Linked DNA regions of Mus musculus: region 2 is linked to region 1. Evidence: chromatin contacts called from public HiChIP or PLAC-seq data. All regions are on one chromosome and are shown on one strand. The core of a region is the stretch at or near the end of the contact, and the rest is flanking DNA. Distances in the headings are between cores, read along the strand shown. Region 1 has its middle 20 kb from the start of C530043A13Rik. Region 2 overlaps 6030407O03Rik (RIKEN cDNA 6030407O03 gene).

The links. HiChIP or PLAC-seq counts read pairs in DNA pulled down with a chosen protein or histone mark.
Region 2: an H3K27ac HiChIP or PLAC-seq map of neural progenitor cells shows a contact between it and region 1, with 9 times the contacts expected there. The contact joins two enhancer-like sites. A contact is called at or near these places in 5 of 484 Hi-C or Micro-C datasets (the HL-1 cell line, the N1E-115 cell line, embryonic stem cells and 2 more) and 1 of 115 datasets of contacts at active chromatin or transcription factors (neural progenitor cells).

The regions. Positions count from the first base shown.
Region 1 is chr1:73,546,340-73,552,699 of GRCm38.p6, forward strand. No RefSeq gene overlaps it. Among named protein-coding and RNA genes, the nearest start is that of C530043A13Rik, 20 kb to the left of the region's middle. Within about 2 kb of position 1,677, at least 18 of the 459 cell types and tissues checked have an H3K27ac peak or open chromatin away from gene starts, as enhancers often do. A contact at or near this core is called in neural progenitor cells, where this site is marked.
Region 2 is chr1:73,815,398-73,821,838 of GRCm38.p6, forward strand. The region is part of intron 6 of 6030407O03Rik (RIKEN cDNA 6030407O03 gene); the gene reads right to left. Gm29183 (a long non-coding RNA gene) reads right to left here. Exons shown (of 6, transcript XR_001778996.1): 4 at 2,033-2,111; 5 at 1,820-1,892. Among named protein-coding and RNA genes, the nearest start is that of Gm29183, 8.5 kb to the right of the region's middle. Within about 2 kb of position 5,079, at least 10 of the 459 cell types and tissues checked have an H3K27ac peak or open chromatin away from gene starts, as enhancers often do. A contact at or near this core is called in neural progenitor cells, where this site is marked.

The DNA of each region.
Region 1 (6,360 bases), core at 427-2,926:
ATGGTGCACATACATACATGCAGGCAAAATACTAACACGTAAAATAAAATTTAAAAATCTAAACAAATAAACAAAATATAGACACCCTCTTTCCCGTTGAGACTTGACAAAAACAAGACAAAACAACAAACAAACAAAAACCCACAGATTTTAAAACCTGGAAGACACTTTCATCAAATGGGAAGTATAAAGGGAGGCTCAAAAACATGATGCCTAGTCATGTCTGGACATGTTAGGGTCCCGTAAATGTGGACAGACAAACAGACTGACAGACAGTATGTCGGAGGATGACTGGAATGAGTCTGGTAGGAAAAACCAGGGAGAGTGAAGAAATAATATTCCCTTGCAGGGAAAGCTTTGAGTAATGATTGGCTGGTGCAGAGGAATTTTGGAACAGAGAGAGACAGGTACAGGTCTTTACAGGTGGCCACAAGGCAGGGGTTGAATGCAGGGCGCAGGGCTGAGAAGTGTGGAAAAGGATCAGGAAACAGTTCATGAGATTAGCAAATAACAGGAAGTGGACATGGGGGGTGGGGGGAGGAACGTATGGCTAAAATGGAATGGCAGGGAGCCTTGAAGCTCAACATATGCAGATGAGAATAAGTACACTCCAGTGGGACAGAAGATCCAAACTGGAAACCCACCCCTACACTTATAAAAACATGAAATAAGTCACCCTCTCTCTTGGCTCTCCAGGAGACTCTTGACCCTCTCCAGGGCCTCTGCAATTCCAGGACAGAGAGATCAGAAAAAGAGAAATGGGAACTCAGAAGTTATGCAGAGGGAATTAGCAGGCAGCGGGTGAAGGCATGCACCTCTCACTAAGTGACTCAGGAGAAAAGGCCACTCTGCTTTGGAGTGGCTATAAAGGAGCCTGATTTAGCAGTGATAGAGTAAGCTCACTGTTGGATCAAGAATGTGGGAGAGACCTTGGCGATTGCCACAAAGGTCGATCATTGGATGGCTCTCCCTCATGATACCGGGCATATGAGCCTAGGGGCCAATGAGAAGGCTTGTGTATGGTGCTTTATAGTCTCCTTGTCCTCAGAGCGCAGAGACCAAGTTTTATAGGATTAGTTCATTGCAAAAGCCCATCTTCAATCCACCTCTGTTCAACATGGGATCTTTGAACGTCTCTTCCAAGCCAGATATGGATTTCATATGAGTGCACACAAAAAATTGAATGTTTCCACTCTAGAAGAGATATTTAAATTCTAGTGAGGAAAAAAAACCACAAAAATTAAACAAACATACAAATGTGATTGCTTAGTTAATGACCAATACTACTTGAAATTCAAGCCATATTCAAGCCATGCAGGAAATGAAGGCATGTGCCTGGGTGGCAAGTCACACCAGACCTCTCAGAGGAGCTGGGGTGTGTGGTAGCCAGAATGGGAACAAGGGGAAGCCCAGGGGAGAGTATATGCTGAGATCTGATCTACTGCTGAGGTTTAGGAAAAGGGAAGTAAGGTATTTGGTGTTCAGAGTGAAGAGTGCAACTACTGTGCCATATGCTGACATAAAAACAAACAAACAAACAAACAAACAAACAAACACGGAGATAAGAGAAGCAAATGTTGAACATTTCAATGGGACGCAACAGAGGCAGGACACAAAGAGGGCTGAGCAGCCTTGAGCAGCAATGATTCCTGTGTGTGCCTCTTGTAGCTAATTAGCATCATGAGCATGCAGCCAACAGCTCTGGTTTGAATGATGCTCTGGGCCAATGAGCAGAGGCTGAATCTGTCTCCAGGCAAGCAATTTAGAGAAGCAAACAGAAAATCTCCAGGAGCAGGTGCCCGACTGCACTGCTCTTCCAGGTGGTGAGGGCTGCCCATGTTTTCAGAGTCTGTGTCTCTACCAGATGATCAGAGCCTGGGGGACCATGGCTCTGCCCAGTGTGTGTCCTCTGTGGCCACTGTTGTGGTTCTTTCCCCATCTTTGCATTTTGTTATTATTTCAGATCAAAGAGATAGAAAGGTTCGGACTCCTTCTTAAGGTTCCTGTCCCAGTTATTCTCATATTACGTTCCCTCGGTAGATTTTACTTTGCCCAATACTCGAGAAGTATGGGATAAGATCAGCCACAGCATGACAAAGCAGGTAATCAAACTGGAATGGCATTGAATCTGCAGACAACTGTACTGTGGTCGTTTTAATATGATCAATTTTTCTAATCTATGAACACAGGGTATCTCTCCATTTATTAAGTCCTCTTGGTGCAGTTTATAATTTTCTTTTTTTTTTTTTTTTTTTTTTTTCACAGAAAGCAAAGGTTTATTTTGGCCGTTTCAGAGGTTTTAGTTTATGGTCACTTGGCCCTTGCTTCGGATCTAGGACATCTCATGTGATGGAGGAGTGATGCTCAGTGGCCGAGAAGCAAGGGGAGGACTGGGAGGAGCCGCAACTCTAGTGTCCACTTCAAGGGCATATTCCGTGACTCTAGTGTCCGCTTCAAGGGCATACTCCCTGGGACCTAAATCTTGCCCACTGTATTTCAGTTCTTAGATGTTCTACTGCCTTCAACTGCTCCTTCTTCCTCCTCCAACCTCCCCCTTTTCTTATTTCCCCCTCCCCTCTCTTGCTTTTTGAGACTCGGTCTCACTATGTAGTGGCTGGTCTGGAATTTGCTATGTAGACCAGGTTGACCCCAAACTCACAGATAGCTGCTTCTGCCTGGTATTTTAAAGATTTATCTTCTGTATTTATTTTGTCCAGTATTATTGTATCTTTCCAGAAGATTTAAAGGAGAGATTGTAGGAGTTGAGGGAAGGGGAAGAATGTGATCAAAAATATATTGTGTAATTTTTTTTTATTTCTTTTTTTTTTTTCATTTTTTATTAGGTATTTAACTCATTTACATTTCCAATGCTATACCAAAAGTCCCCCATATCCACCCACCCCCACTCCCCTGCCCACCCACTCCCCCTTTTTGGCCCTGGTGTTCCCCTGTACTGGGGCATATAAAGTTTGCAAGTCCAATGGGCCTCTCTTTCCAGTGATGGCCGACTAGGCCATCTTTTGATATATATGCAGCTAGAGTCAAGAGCTCCGGGGTACTGGTTAGTTCATAATGTTGTTCCACCTATAGGGTTGCAGATCCCTTTAGCTCCTTGGCTACTTTCTCTAGCTCCTCCATTGGGAGCCCTATGATCCATCCATTAGCTGACTGTGAGCATCCACTTCTGTGTTTGCTAGGCCCCGGCATAGTCTCACAAGAGATAGCTACATCTGGGTCCTTTCAATAAAATCTTGCTAGTGTATGCAATGGTGTCAGCGTTTGGATGCTGATGATGGGGTGGATCCCTGGATATGGCAGTCTCTACATGGTCCATCCTTTCATCTCAGCTCCAAACTTTGTCTCTGTAACTCCTTCCATGGGTGTTTTGTTCCCAAATCTAAGGAGGGGCATAGTGTCCACACTTCAGTCTTCATTCTTCTTGAGTTTCATGTGTTTAGCAAATTATATCTTATATCTTGGGTATCCTAGGTTTGGGGCTAATATCCACTTATCAGTGAATACATATTGTGTGAGTTTCTTTGTGAATGTGTTACCTCACTCAGGATGATGCCCTCCAGGTCCATCCATTTGGCTAGGAATTTCATAAATTCATTCTCTTTAATAGCTGAGTAGTACTCCATTGTGTAGATGTACCACATTTTCTGTATCCATTCCTCTGTTGAGGGGCATCTAGGTTCTTTCCAGCTTCTGGCTATTATAAATAAGGCTGCTATGAACATAGTGGAGCATGTGTCCTTCTTGCCTGTTGGGGCATCTTCTGGATATATGCCCAGGAGAGGTATTGCTGGATCCTCCGGTAGTACTATGTCCAGTTTTCTGAGGAACCGCCAGACTGATTTCCAGAGTGGTTGTACAAGCCTGCACTCCCACCAACAATGGAGGAGTGTTCCTCTTTCTCCACATCCACGCCAGCATCTGCTGTCACCTGAATTTTTGATCTTAGCCATTCTGACTGGTGTGAGGTGGAATCTCAGGGTTGTTTTGATTTGCATTTCCCTGATGATTAAGGATGTTGAACATTTTTTCAAGTGCTTCTCTGCCATTCGGTATTCCTCTGGTGAGAATTCTTTGTTCAGTTCTGAGCCCCATTTTTTAATGGGGTTATTTGATTTTCTGAAGTCCACCTTCTTGAGTTCTTTATATATGTTGGATATTAGTCCCCTATCTGATTTAGGATAGGTAAAGATCCTTTCCCAATCTGTTGGTGGTCTTTTTGTCTTATTGACGGTGTCTTTTGCCTTGCAGAAACTTTGAAGTTTCATTAGGTCCCATTTGTCAATTCTCGATCTTACAGCACAAGCCACTGCTGTTCTGTTCAGGAATTTTTCCCCTGTACCCATATCTTCAAGGCTTTTCCCCACTTTCTCCTCTATAAGTTTCAGTGTCTCTGGTTTTATGTGAAGTTCCTTGATCCACTTAGATTTGACCTTAGTACAAGGAGATAAGTATGGATCGATTCGCATTCTTCTACACGATAACAACCAGTTGTGCCAGCACCAATTGTTGAAGATGCTGTCTTTCTTCCACTGGATGGTTTTAGCTCCCTTGTCGAAGATCAAGTGACCATAGGTGTGTGGGTTCATTTCTGGGTCTTCAATTCTATTCCATTGGTCTACTTGTCTGTCTCTATACCAGTACCATGCAGTTTTTATCACAATTGCTCTGTAGTAAAGCTTTAGGTCTGGCATGGTGATTCCACCAGAGGTACTTTTATCCTTGAGAAGACTTTTTGCTATCCTAGGTTTTTTGTTATTCCAGACAAATTTGCAAATTGCTCCTTCCAATTCGTTGAAGAATTGAGTTGGAATTTTGATGGGGATTGCATTGAATCTGTAGATTGCTTTTGGCAAGATAGCCATTTTTACAATGTTGATCCTGCCAATCCATGAGCATGGGAGATCTTTCCATCTTCTGAGATCTTCCTTAATTTCTTTCTTCAGAGATTTGAAGTTTTTATCATATAGATCTTTCACTTCCTTACTTAGAGTCACGCCAAGATATTTTATATTATTTGTGACTATTGAGAAGGGTGTTGTTTCCCTAATTTCTTTCTCAGCCTGTTTATTCTTTGTATAGAGAAAGGCCATTGACTTGTTTGAGTTTATTTTATATCCAGCTACTTCACCGAAGCTGTTTATCAGGTTTAGGAGTTCTCTGGTAGAATTTTTAGGGTCACTTATATATACTATCATATCATCTGCAAAAAGTGATATTTTGACTTCCTCTTTTCCAATTTGTATCCCCTTGATCTCCTTTTGTTGTCGAATTGCTCTGGCTAATACTTCAAGTACTATGTTGAAAAGGTAGGGAGAAAGTGGGCAGCCTTGTCTAGTCCCTGATTTTAGTGGGATTGCTTCCAGCTTCTCTCCATTTACTTTGATGTTGGCTACTGGTTTGCTGTATATTGCTTTTATCATGTTTAGGTATGGGCCTTGAATTCCTGATCTTTCCAAAACTTTTATCATGAATGGGTGTTGGATCTTGTCAAATGCTTTTTCTGCATCTAACGAGATGATCATGTGGTTTTTGTCTTTGACTTTGTTTATATAATGGATTACATTGATGGATTTTCATATATTAAACCATCCCTGCATCCCTGGAATAAAACCTACTTGGTCAGGATGGATGATTGCTTTAATGTGTTCTTGGATTCGGTTAGCGAGAATTTTATTGAGGATTTTTGCATCGATATTCATAAGAGAAATTGGTCTGAAGTTCTCTATCTTTGTTGGATCTTTCTGTGGTTTAGGTATCAGAGTAATAGTGGCTTCATAAAATGAGTTGGGTAGAGTACCTACTACTTCTATTTTGTGAAATAGTTTGTGCAGAATTGGAATTAGATCTTCTTTGAAGGTCTGATAGAACTCTGCACTAAACCCATCTGGTCCTGGGCTTTTTTTGGTTGGGAGACTATTAATAACTGCTTCTATTTCTTTAGGGGATATGGGACTGTTTAGACGGTCAACTTGATCCTGATTCAACTTTGGTACCTGGTATCTGTCCAGAAATTTGTCCATTTCGTCCAGGTTTTCCAGTTTTGTTGAGTATAGCCTTTTGTAGAAGGATCTGATGGTGTTTTGGATTTCTTCAGGATCTGTTGTTATGTCTCCCTTTTCATTTCTGATTTTGTTAATTAGGATTTTGTCCCTGTGCCCTTTAGTGAGTCTAGCTAAGGGTTTATCTATCTTGTTGATTTTCTCAAAGAACCAACTCCTCGTTTGGTTAATTCTTTGAATAGTTCTTCTTGTTTCCACTTGGTTAATTTCACCCCTGAGTTTGATTATTTCCTGCCGTCTACTCCTCTTGGGTGAATTTGCTTCCTTTTTTTCTAGGGCTTTT
Region 2 (6,441 bases), core at 3,829-6,328, 270 kb after region 1:
CTATTTCATTCAGCTGCTCTCTTGTTCAGCTTGCCCTTATGATGATAGTAACTCAGTCCTCAGAATCCTACAGTATGGCCTAGGGGGGAAGAATAACTGGGCAAGTCATACCAGCTATCACAACTAGAAAGCCCACTTACCCTGTCCTCTTTTCCATGGGTTTTGGGGTCTTGGGGGATCTGAGTTTGGATTCTGACTCTGCTACTATCTGAATGACCCTGAGCAAGTCATTTAGCCTCTTTGAACCCTGGTAGCAAGGTCATTCTCTGCAAAGAATTATAGGTAAAGCACCATGCATCGTAACTGGTACAGAATACATTCTTGGGGGGAGCACTATCTCTGACCACCGTCCCTGAACATACAGTATCGTGCACCAAATGGGGAGTCACCAGTCACCTCAGACTAGTACTAAGAAACAATACTAGACACAGAACAGGAACTAGGCTCCACGTAGGTGAAGGTGTGCCAGGATGACACAGACAGCGTGACCAGTAGCTAAACTGAGGAGATATCTCACGGTGAAGCTGACTCTAGATCTCAGATTTGGAACAGAGCTCTGGGTCCAAAATATCTTTTCTGACCAAAGGTTTTACATGTCTACACCTCTTCCTTGACTTCTCCCATTCACTTTGAGCCCTGGGAGGAAACAGACTTTCTCCAACACTCTTTAGGCACATCAACAGCTGTCGCGTTATGGCATCAGAGAAGTTCTGAGATGGGTTTCTCATAATTCAGAAATAATAAGAGGATATAAAGTCTCTGTCATTACACCTTTGCTGCTACAGAGTACCTTTTGGCCTTTGGTAGCTTTTAATCCTCACTGCCCTGAGTTCTATTTGGCCAGACCCTTGCTTTTACTTTTGGTCCACCCTAAGCTCCACCCACAAATCAATTCTGGATATGTAATGGCCAATAGGACCATGAAAAGGACAAAGTAAATATGCTATCACCTTGAAAAAGGACTAGAAGCAAGGTTCTCACCAGACACAGCCAGCTTCCCTACTCCCCATCATTCTGCTTGCCAGTCAGCACCCCCTCCCCGCCACCAGATTTTGGGGACAAATTTGATTCCCTAAGTCAGCAATATAGTAGATCAGGACAGTGGGTTCTAACTATGATCAATGTTTGTAAAGAAGTCCCAGTCTGAGTGGGCAGTGGACAACTGACTCCTGGCCTCAACAAATCCAGGATCTGGGTGGAATGGTGGGTGGACCATAGCCTGCCCAAACGTAGAGGACTTAGATCCCAGCCCTGTCAGGTTCAAGGCAAATAAACTAGAAAAGTGATGACATCTCCTGATTCAACATCATGATCCTTCATTTATAAAATAAGGTAACGGTATTTCCTCTCGAGACTGTTCAAATATTAACAAATCTACATTTAAGAACTTCTGGTACCTTCTAAACACTGGGTAAACCCTAGGCACCTTTACTGTTAATGTTTTATTCTTACTTTAAGGATTAAATAAGACAATCCACTTGAAATTGTCCCACCAATTTCTCCGAACTCCCTTGTGTCTGACTGGAAAGAAGAACACTGGTTGGGCTTAGCAGCAGGACTCTCTCGCTGAGTTCCTTAAGATCTCAGTGCGGTATAAACAGGTTCTCCATTTCCATCAATTCTATCCCCAGAGGATGGCCTCAGAGTGATGGGCAAGTTAGAACTGAAACCATTCAACATTACCTTTGACCTACTCAACCTTAGAACAACTTCCTTAAAGGAACACCAATGTGTGTGACTGATTTGCCACGACCATTATTAACTTTGGGTTATAGACATCATTTCTCTGAGGTTTCCAAAACCCCATTCCCATACCTACCCCAAATCACGGAAAATCAAGAGTTGTCCTTGAACATCACGTTCTACCTCTGCTGGCAACTCACAGGTAATACCTGCTTGTGGAACAAACAGAGGAGTTCAGTTGACAAGACTGTCAATCTGGGAGCCTGTCTCCACGATAAGAAGATTGGAAACAGCATCCCAATAACTTGCAGCTAAGCATGAGGGCCTTGGCCCCCACGGAGGCTCTCACCTTTCAAGTTTGATGGAAATCAATAGCATGACGGGCTTGAGAAACACAGCTCGGGTCTCGTTGTTCCTGCTGTGGGAATCTGGAAGGAGACAGGGCCGTGTAGATTCTAGACTTAGATACCTTCCTAGCCAGCATGCAGTGTGGCTGCACGTATTGCTGCCTCTCCCCAGGCAGCTGCCTCTTCTTCCCTGACTCTCACCCCTGGCTCTGCCTCCACTCCCTGCTTCAGAAATCAAGCTGAATTCCTTCTTTGGGTCATTTGCAAAACATCCACATACATAAAATAAAAAAGTGTTTTAAATCTTAAAAAAAAAAAAAAAAAAAAAAAAAAAAAACAGTGCTAGGAATAGCTTAGACAGATTTCAGGGAGAGTCACCTCTCTGTTACATGCTTCTAGGCTTCATTTTACAAAGACCTAGGCCCTCTGACATCCCAACTCAAGATAGAATGGCTATGATATTCAATAGCAATGTGTGGAAGGTTAGTTGGAATAAGGCTCGTATATGAGAGTCATACTTGCGGACATGCTTCCAGAACATTGGAGATGCTTCGTCAGACCTGACTAACATAAAGAAACTAAAGAGAGACTGAACAAAATAAGTTCTATAGAGTGCTGGTCCCCTCGAGCCAGGCACCCCAGGGTGAGTCCACCTCACCACTCACTCGACCCAACAACCCCTTTCAAGCTTCTGGTACCTTGATGCTTGACACGTGGTCCTTCAGTTCACAAAAGCTACCACTCTGACCTCTGACCCCCATATGGGTACACAGTCACATATATATACGAGAGTGCACTTGCACACACACACACACACACACAAATATACACACAGGGGACGGGGCAGAGGAGGAGAAAAGAAGGTTTTCAATAACAAAATTGCCAAGAATTGTTTTAGGAGTTGGGGCCACAGTGTGAGAGAAATCACAAAAGACACAGCTGAGTGGGAAGTGTGTTTTGTGAACATAGTAGGACTAGAGTGAAGTAAAAATACAGAAAGGAGGACAAGGAAGTAGGAGCCACACTGTGCTCAGTAGCATCAGTGAGGGACGTCCTCTCCTCCCCACCCCCAGCCCCGGAACCAGGGCATTTGAACATGCCGAGATGTTGTATCCATCTAATTTTTCCAAGTATGACGTTCTACCGGACTCTAACCTAGCAGGTGCCATGTCCAAGTCTTGCTAGACAAAGGGCAGAGCTTAATCACGTGTTCTCCTGCATGGGTGACATACAACGGAGACTCAGGAACCCTACTGACAACTGCTCTTCAGTATCTCCTCCTCCTATCTGATGGTTGTACAGCCTGCACAGGAGCTTGTAAAGCTAAAAGTGCCATAGGAGGGGAAAGCTGTAAGGTGTCCTTGCCTGGATCTACCTGGTCCAAGTACAATCTGGGATCTTAACCTAGGCATAGTCAACTTCTGTTTCTATTCCTGTCTGGAGAGAAGTTGGTAATGGTGACAAATTAAGGCAAGCTGTTCCTATCATGTAAAGATACCATTCATCATGACGAGAAAACTCCCAGGGTCAATTTGTGATAGTCTGTTTCTACGACAGAGTACCTAAGAGGAGCGAGTAGAAAGGAAGAAGGATTTATTTCTGCTCATGGTTTCAGAGTTTCTGTCCAAGGCCCTCTGGCTTCACTGTTTCTGGGATGTGGCAGAGCAGAGCATTAGGTTAGGGAAGTGGAGAGAAAAAAATGTTCACTTTGTAGTAGCTTGGAGAGGAGGTAGTTAATAGATCCTTTCAAGGGACAACTCTTGTTACCTACTTCCTCCAACCAACCCCCACACCCGATATGCCAACCCCTCCCAACAACACCAGCAAATCATAGATCCTTCAGTGATTAAGTCTATTCAAAAAGCTATAGTCCTCAGTATCCACCCCCAAGCCCCACCTCTGAACACTGCTCAGAGACTCAGCCTGCAACGCATGGGTCTTTGTGGGAAGGCACTTCGTTTTTTTAACTTTAGGAAAAGGATGTTGTTCATAATGCAAAACTCTTATAAAGCCTACTAATAGTTGGGACAAAGAATATTCAGAGCCTCCAGTAACAAGATCTCTAGAAGGAAGGGAAAGAAAGGAATTAAATATATTCTTGGTTGCAACTTTGTGCAGTAAAAACATTGAGCTCTTTAGAGGCTCTTGATTGCAAACAGTAGAAATGAATAAAGCGCCATCATGTTTATTTGGCTTTAAAAGAGAAATAAATGTAACGAAAGGTAGTTCACAGAATCAACAGGAGGGATGAATAATCTCTCTGTGAAAGGAAGAGAATCCAAGCATGAGTCCAAGGAGCTGTCAGCTCCTGGTGCTGGTCCCTGACCTGGGAATGAGTGTCAGCACCTGCATCCCGTTAGACCTGGATTCTGAAAGACCTCTCATGGCAGGGTGAGTCTTATACCATTCCTGATCCTTTCTGTCAGCACTGAGGAGACTCAAAGCCACCTTCTGTGAGCTGCTGACAGTCACATGTAAGTCGATGGCCACTTGTGCTCCAAGAGTCCAGAAGAACGGAGTCTGACCCTAAGAGCTCCCCAGTTGACTCACACGTTGATAAATTCTGGCAAAACAGAGATGAGGGTGACAAACAGGCTTCATGGAGACTACTATCTCCAGCTCTTGTTTTTCTTAATCCCCCCGCCTCTCTGTGGGGCCACAAGCAATCCACGCTGTCAGGAGGTAATCTTCGCTTTGTCAAAATTATGAGAGTGAAAATCCCACTAGATACTGAACATAAATCTCATGGCTCTCCGAGACATGTTTCTTCATGGTGTCTTTCTGTTCTCTTCAACACAGGGATCCTGACGTAGAAGTTCTCCCTGCCCAGTGGCAGCAGCCTTTCCCTGGAACTTAGTCAATCATCTCTGGAGAACTGAGGCACAGCCAGGTCCTTCTCACCCCACCTTTTGCTTCTTTATTTCATGCTGCCCTGCTCATGCCTTAAGCCTTCAATCTCTTTACCCTAACTTCTCAGCCTGCAGCTCCATCCTGCTCCTGGCCTCTGTACACAGCCAAGGCCTGAGCAAAGCCTAGAATTTTAATGAGTACCCAGAGAGTGGATTCACATGGTGCCTCAGCACCTCCATCCACCTCTCAGCCTGGAAACTCCACACCAGTGTATCTTCCTGTTTTTCACAACTTGACTCTGCTGCTCTAGTAAACATGCCTAACTGAGAGCCAAACCAAAATGCCCCATCCTTGGCCTTGTGCCTCCCCACCTCCAGGACGAGCCTTTCTGGGCTGGCCAGAAAACGCTGGATCTCAGGAGACAAGTCTTTCTCAGTGCTCCAGGCTGTGCCGTTTCTCGTGGACACATTAACCCCCACATTGGGAAAGAGAACTACAGGTGCACCAAAACTCAACCCCAAAGCCCTCCCAGGATGGAGCTCAGAGGCAGCCAGGGAAGGCAGATGCGGTGGCAGGGTTGGGAGGGAGCCAGGGGCCAGAAAGAGCGCTCCTGCCCCCGAGGTGGTTTCCAAGAGTGACTTCTTCCAGCCAGACAAACAGACGCATACAGCTGTCTCCCTGATGGGGTTTCAAGATTCATTTCCTCTCCAGCACTGCAGCTGGGAAGGACAGTCACACAAATAGAAAACAGGACTGAGAATCCTCTGAAGCTTTCTTTCAACCCATAAGAAGTAGAGACGCTATCAACAAAATAGTAGAAATTAAATATGGCTGGCCTTCTCTGCAGTTCAGCGTTAATCAACCACATGGCTTGGAGCCGTCATTTGATTTACTTTTATGACAGGAGAAACTTAGGGGGAAGCTGCATTTAAAGACAGGAACAGAGAGACTGAGATGGTGATGAATAACTCACATGGGTGCAGTTTAATTCACTTTATTTAGAATTTTGAGACCTACTCTTACTCTGTACCCTAGGCTAACCTAGAACTCACTATAGTCCAGGATAGCCTAAAACTCATGCCGTGAATACTCTCTCCTCAGTTTCTCTGAGCACTGAGATTTCAGGCGCGGGCCACCACACCAAGCTCTCTGGGTACTTTTAAATCTAACTTTCAGAATGGTTCTTTGGGTTCTATTTAAGACACAGATGAGCCAGGAAGGTGGCCCAGCAGATAAATTGTTGCTCCCCCCACCCCTCACTTCCTAATGGCTTGCATTTAATCCCCAGGATAAGTACTCCTCTAGTCTCCACATGTGCACCATAGTCTACACATCCACACTTACAACCTACACACACACATACACACAAACACACACAAATGAAAATACTTGTAAAATAAGTATATAAAGGTATAAAAGAAGCAATATCTATCTACTTACTGTAGTAAAACATCGAAATTCAAATAAATGCAAAAGCTCCCCAAAAATCCCCCCATAAGGTGTTCATTAACATCAAATGCCATAAATATGGAGTCACATATTTTGAAATTATTTTTCTTCT